Linked DNA regions of Danio rerio: region 1 is linked to region 2. The links are chromatin contacts, called in public HiCAR-type maps. All regions are on one chromosome and are shown on one strand. Each heading gives the region's core, a stretch centred on a gene start, on an enhancer-like site or on the middle of the called end of the contact. The rest is flanking DNA. Distances are from core to core; before and after follow the strand shown.

Region 1 (2,999 bases), core at 41-2,540, 63 kb before region 2:
TTTTTGTGAGAGAAAGTGAGAGTAATAATAGTTACTCTAATAATGTTTAACTGATTTCTTTTATCTTTGCTGTGATGACAGTACATAATATTTTACAAATAATTTTTCAAGGTTACAATATTCAGCTTAAAGTGCAATTTAAAGTCTTTACTAGGTTAATTAGGTTAACTAGGCAAGTTAGAGTAATTATAAAAATCATTGCATAACAATGGTTTGTTCTGTAGACAAACGAAAAGAAAAATTGTATAAGAGAGCTATTAATATGGATTTATCTTCTTCAGAAAAAAATACATTATAGCCAAAAATAGAAAATTTTCTTGCTCTTTAAAACATAGTTTGGGAAATATAAAAAAAAAACACAGAAGGGCTAATAATTTTGACTTTTACTTTTTTTTTTTTTTTTAGGGCTACCAGAAGCCTTGTGCCTATTATCTCTGATGTCAATTTTATTCTACTTTACTCTTCTATTCTATTTCTTTAAACAAACAATGCATTTTTGAAAATGACCTTTTTTTCTGAAAAATCCCAGAAGCTTCAGTGCTTTACATTTTTGTTGAAAATCTTATTTTTGGACAAATCCCAGAAGCTTCAGTGATATATTTGTCCTGATAATTAAGATGTAAAATTAAAGCCTGAATTAAATCTGTTCATCTTAGATAATGAGGAAGACTGACTAAACTTGATTTAAATTTAGTTAGTTTTAGTTAGTAGCAAAATGACTTGAAATTAACATCAGGAGAGTGTGCATATATTGTCCTTGCATTGAAAGTCCAGAAAGCTCTTCGACAAACACGCCGTTGTGAGAGTGCACATATTGGAAATAACAGTGTTCTGTCAAGTAGGTGCTAAAACATCAGTTAGCGCTCAGTTTCTGAACACAGTTCTGTTAAAGAAACACAAGACGTTTCCATGATCTCACTACACTGGCCTCTCTTTTCACACAGCCCAGGTGGGAGCCCTGGGCCCTCACCGGGGCCCCTTCAATGGTTTTATGAGAAAAGGGGACCACACCTTTCAGGCCCGAGGGCTTTTGACTGAAATAAACAGTGCTGTGTCAAATACTGTAGATGCTTGAAAGAGCTGACTCAGTGTTTATATATTCATCAACGAGCGTGCGTTGCATATGACTTCACAAGGCTTACGGATATAGTGCGCAAGTCATGTGGAGAATTTTCTATTTCTACTTCCTATTCTAAATTAGGACACTGAGATTTGTAACGGGAGCCAATCACAGGGAGGAAGGGCTTGATGGGTAATAACGGTGGGGTGGTGACTTCCTGTTTATGAATGGCTGACACTGACTAAGCTATACTCTCCCTCCCCTGAAGATTATACAATTAAGCACACAAAAGGCTGGATCATGCGTAGGTGTAGATCTCAGTTAGAACAAGAACTGCGCTTTACAGCCTTGCCACTAAAAGGTGAACAAGCATAGAAATGAAATAAGGCAACATACATACATGCTCTGTTACCTGCTGTTAACTGCTGAGGGATCATCACACAAACATAACTGAACTGACCTAACAGGAGCGATATCTATAAGTATTTATTGAAAAAAAAAAACCAAATTTATATTATTATACAAAACATGCAGTGCTCCTGAACATTCAAAGCTATTTAAACCAACATCCACCATATTGAATTCATCTGTATTTTTTTTACCCAGGCTCATTCTAATTCCGTACACCAATTACATTTCTGGAGATTGCCAAATACATCCAAGGAGCTACAATTTTTGCAGTTTTTGTTTTCGCAAATACGTGTATGCTTTTTAAGATCTCAAATTTCTCTTGGGAGTGCCATTCACACCTGCCGTTCTTGCATAAATCCACTAGAGTCCGCGGTCGACTGACTGACTGACTGACTGACTGATCCTCTCAACCACCCACTTTCCCTAAACCCAACTGACAATGTTGACAATGTCGCGGCAGCCTGTTTTTTTACCATGTTTTTAGATTTTTACTTTTAGACAGCAATTTAAAATGCAGGATTATATGTTCATGCGGGGTAACTGCAATATTAAAAGAACATATTTCAAAGCTGTTATGCTTATTGTTTATATTTGTTTATTTACTGCTAAGTGTATTTCTAATAAATAACTACATAAGAATGTTTGCATAAGAGTTCCGACTTTAAGCTGTAGAGCTAAATGTTCAAGTTTAATCTTGTTAAGAATTTACTATCGATCTTTATTTAATAATGTAAAAAACCTATTTTGAAAAACCCACACTGTATAAAAAATCTGTAATTTTACGGTTTATTTTCGGCAGCTGGGTTGCCGGAAAAAAAAAGTAAAATAACGGCTGATAAATTACAAAATTTTACCAAAAATTTAAATATAAGTAAATATCTGTAATTTAATGTCTGCTATTTTACCGTAAATTTCTATAATTTAACGCATGTTATTTACTGTTTTTTTCCGGCACCCCAGCTGCCAGAAACAGATTTTTTTATAGTGTAGGAAAGGTTTGAGGGAATCATTGGCAAACTAGTATTGTGGATTTTGACAAAGTGACTTCCGCACACTACAGCATCAATCTGCCTATAAAGTTGCATAAAATGTTCAGTTTAGCACTTCTGTTATCAAAATAAAGGTAGAACATAAAGTACTTATACAAAGACATTTAAATCTATATTGTTGTTCAATAAGTCGATATAAACCGAATTTGCTGCAGACTTTTATTTATGATGAATTTCCAACTGAAATTAAATACGGAATAGGGACTTGAGTTTAAAATTTCTGCATTTAGTCTAATCTTTTACTTAAAGCAAATTAACATTAGAGGGCTGTGGCTAAGCATATTTCGCCCAAGCTCTGAAACTGACATTATCAGAGAACAACTGCAATGGAGTATATGCATAAGGACTTTTAATCTTCAGTACGCAGCTCAAGTGCTTCCAGTGAATTTTCATGCCATTACAAAAACGCTGTGTTTAAGATTTGATTTCTTTACAAATCAATAATCTTCACTGTCTGATTGAGATACAATAAAAGTGGG
Region 2 (3,334 bases), core at 384-2,883:
TATCCCCTGCATACTTTCTATATGGATTGGAAAAACTTTTCACCTCAATAACGACTCAGAATGCAGACTAGGCATGGGACGATAACCATTTTCAAGGTATACCGCGGGTTGGAAAAGTCAATGTTTTACTACTGCCAAAATATTCTGCTATAAAGTTCCTAAAGTATGTGTACTTTTTTGTTTGTTTACGTTTTAAATTTCTTTTTTAGGACAACAGTATCTCCAGCATAAAAGATCTCCAAAGATGCCATTTTAAATTGTAAAGAAGTGTTTGTTTTTGAAACTAATGAAGACAGTAGAAGTCAATGATTTATTTAAATTATTCAGCCTGACATGTTTACTGTTTCAAAATATTTTACGTGTTTCTCAAATTAAAAAATATTGTGTTCAAGGGGATTTTTTTGTTTGTTTGCTTTATTTACTCGGATATTTAAAAAGAGCATATATTAGAAAAGTAACCACAATACCGTGAATCTGTGATACTTTTATATAAGGTTATCATACCGTCAGAAAATTATACCGGCCCATGCCTAATGCAGACATAACCTTTTAATTCATAAAAGCCCTCCATGTTCACCAAAAATTACTCAGTGTAAATCTTTCAGCCATAATCTTAAGAATGTGGTACTGCTTGCTGGTAGTAAAGTGATTATACATGTCTGAGTCACAGAGGAGTTGATCAATGTTTGATATTACATGATCACTGATCTTGACGTATGAAAACATTGTTTTAAAGTTGCTTATGGCTGCTTTATGTAACTGCGTTTACGTGACATTATTTTGCCGATTTGATACAAGGTGATATCGGTCATTCAAAGCATGAAACTCGTGTAACATGTGTAGCGCTAAACTGCAGTGTGCACTTGTTCCAGGCATGCACTTGATTGTTAAAGGTTACTGTGGTTACTTACAGGTAGTAGGTGAAAGCGCTGAGGCCGGTGGGGACGCTGGTCAGTCCCCGTCCAGAGCAGTCCGCTCCTCCGTCCTCATCACAGCGGCACAGCGGAGAGCATGTGGCCGGAGTAGACTGTCCCTCTCCCGCAGCGGCAGCCTGTCCCCCTACACACAACCCCAGCACCAGCATCCGGACGGCCAGCAATGCCATTATTCTCCTGCTTTTTACCCAAAAGACCCTCGAAGGCAAATGCGTGGCGCTTGTTTCGCCCACAAACAGACGTGGTGATAGTTCCTTCAACCTAAGAACAAGTACATTATCAGACTCCCAGAAGACTTTAGGTTGAATTCGCAGATTTAGACACGGTGAGGGCTAGTTAACGGACTACAATGAAGCCACAACATGTCTTTTTTATGTGTGCGAGTGCCCCAAAACAAATGGTTTAGCTACCTGCTTTTCTTTCAGCCATGGCTGGTGTAAGTACTTAACGTTAAGTGCTCTTACCTAATGCCCGCGAACGATAAGCAGACCGAGCCAGTCAACGGTCATTCTGCGCGGAGTCTCGAGCCTCACACCTCCAAAAACAAAACAAACACCTTTAGATTAGATTCCGGGGTCGAAACAATCGGGGCTCCAGATTGCCGTGGTTCGCTAAGCGTCCGCTTCCAGGAAAACACTCGCAAACCGCGACGAAACACGACGGGTTACAACAGTATTTTCACTCTCTCTCTCTCTGATTTGTTTCCTGTAGAAAACACGGTCAGCTCTCCGTCGAGCCTCACGTTTCCTCTCTCTCTCTCTCTCTCTCTCTCTCTCTCTCTCTCTTCGCTCTCTCTCCCTCTCTGCAGGATAGCCAGTGAGGTGCTGAATATGGTAATACAGACCTACATATTAATGATTTTACGACGTCAGCTCTATAGAATGAAAGTGGGGGCAACTTGTGACTGTTAAATATTCAAAACCTACTGTATATTTAGCCGCGGAAACAAGAAACAGTGCTATTATTTTTACTACTATTATGAAAAGTAGCAACATATGTTTTTATGTTACTTAACATAATACAATAAAATATGATTTTAGATTTAGTTTTTAAAGACAAGTAAAATGTAAGCAGATTTTTAAGACAATTTAATAAATTGTGTAGAAATTACTTGTAAGTATGACTTGTAAAGTGAATTTGATCCAACTAGCATATATAAATACAGAAATTATTAGTGTGTGAATCAATAAAACAGTATTTCTAAAAAAAATAAATAAAAAAAATAAGGCCATTTACCTGTGCAACTGTTAAAATAAAGACTCCAGGTTAATAAAATGAAATTCAATAATCTGGATTCATGTCTATCAGAATCGTGGGCATTATAAGTTCAGATTTAAAAAACGAAACAATTGAGATATTAGATGATTTTACGAAAAGCGACTGTGTTTCCACCTGTATTTCAGTACCCTTGGTAGAATGCCAAAGAAGACGACAACACTGAATGTTTAAATCACTGGCTCACTTAACACTAATGATATCATGTTTAAGATAAAAACTAAATGTTTAATTTACAAAACATTTATGTTATATTCTGTGTATTATACCAACATTTAATGTGTGTGTGTACATGTATATTTTTACATACAGTGTATATGTAAGTATACAGGTAAGTCGAAACTCTCCCAAAAATTACACCATCACACACGTTTTGGTGATTTATGACCACTGTATTGTTTTTAAACCCTTAACACCACTAACTTTATCATCTTGCCCTAACCCTACCCCTAACTGTCACAGGGAACCTGTGGCCAATTTTAAATGTGAAAAGACCCTGCTAAGAATGATTTATAAGATTTGAATTATGAGGACACAGGGCATGTGCTCATACCTCAACACTTAATACTGAGGTCATACCCATGTCATAATATAAATTACCTCGTAAACCACCAAAAACCAATACACACACACACAAATACATCTTAGATTTGGTCTGTGTCTGAGTTGAATTCATTTTTGTAACTCCACACCATAGTTTGAAAGCAGTCCGAGAACTATATATTCAGCAATTGAAGCAAACTCATCATGTCTGAGGACACTCGTACATTGCATTTAAAATTCAAATTTCATCAGCTCTTGCATTCTCTTGGAGATGAACCCATAACATTAGTATCAATACTGTAGTGCCCTGAAAAAAAATTACACCATCATCTAGTACACCATTACCAAGATACAGCATCATCCATATTCTCTGGACCTCTGGTTATAGGTCTGTACAGATTGTATTCACAAAAAAAATCTTTCTAAAAATCATGTGTGCAAGTCAAAAAAGCATTAAGTGACCCATATATGGGTTTCTACATGGGAAAAGATTTCAGATGAGTCAGACGCGACCAAGACATATACAGTATAAACAGCCACAACTGAACCCTTACAGAACCTCTTCAAATAGAAAATAGTTG

The links. HiCAR-type assays count read pairs that join an accessible place to other places.
Region 1: a HiCAR-type map of caudal fin shows a contact between it and region 2, with 5 times the contacts expected there. The contact joins the enhancer-like site here to the promoter of lgr4 in region 2. A contact is called at or near these places in 9 of 18 Hi-C or Micro-C datasets (caudal fin, embryo, hematopoietic stem cells and 2 more) and 2 of 4 datasets of contacts at active chromatin or transcription factors (caudal fin and embryo).

Annotation. Positions count from the first base shown.
Region 1 is chr7:32,479,327-32,482,325 of GRCz12tu, reverse strand. All of the region lies in intron 5 of lgr4 (leucine-rich repeat containing G protein-coupled receptor 4), which reads right to left. Among named protein-coding and RNA genes, the nearest start is that of lgr4, 63 kb to the right of the region's middle. Within about 2 kb of position 1,290, at least 8 of the 62 cell types and tissues checked have an H3K27ac peak or open chromatin away from gene starts, as enhancers often do. A contact at or near this core is called in caudal fin, where this site is marked.
Region 2 is chr7:32,416,286-32,419,619 of GRCz12tu, reverse strand. It overlaps lgr4 (leucine-rich repeat containing G protein-coupled receptor 4), which reads right to left and starts at 1,633. Exons shown (of 19, transcript NM_001353862.1): 1 at 1,400-1,633; 2 at 912-1,196. The coding sequence starts at 1,105.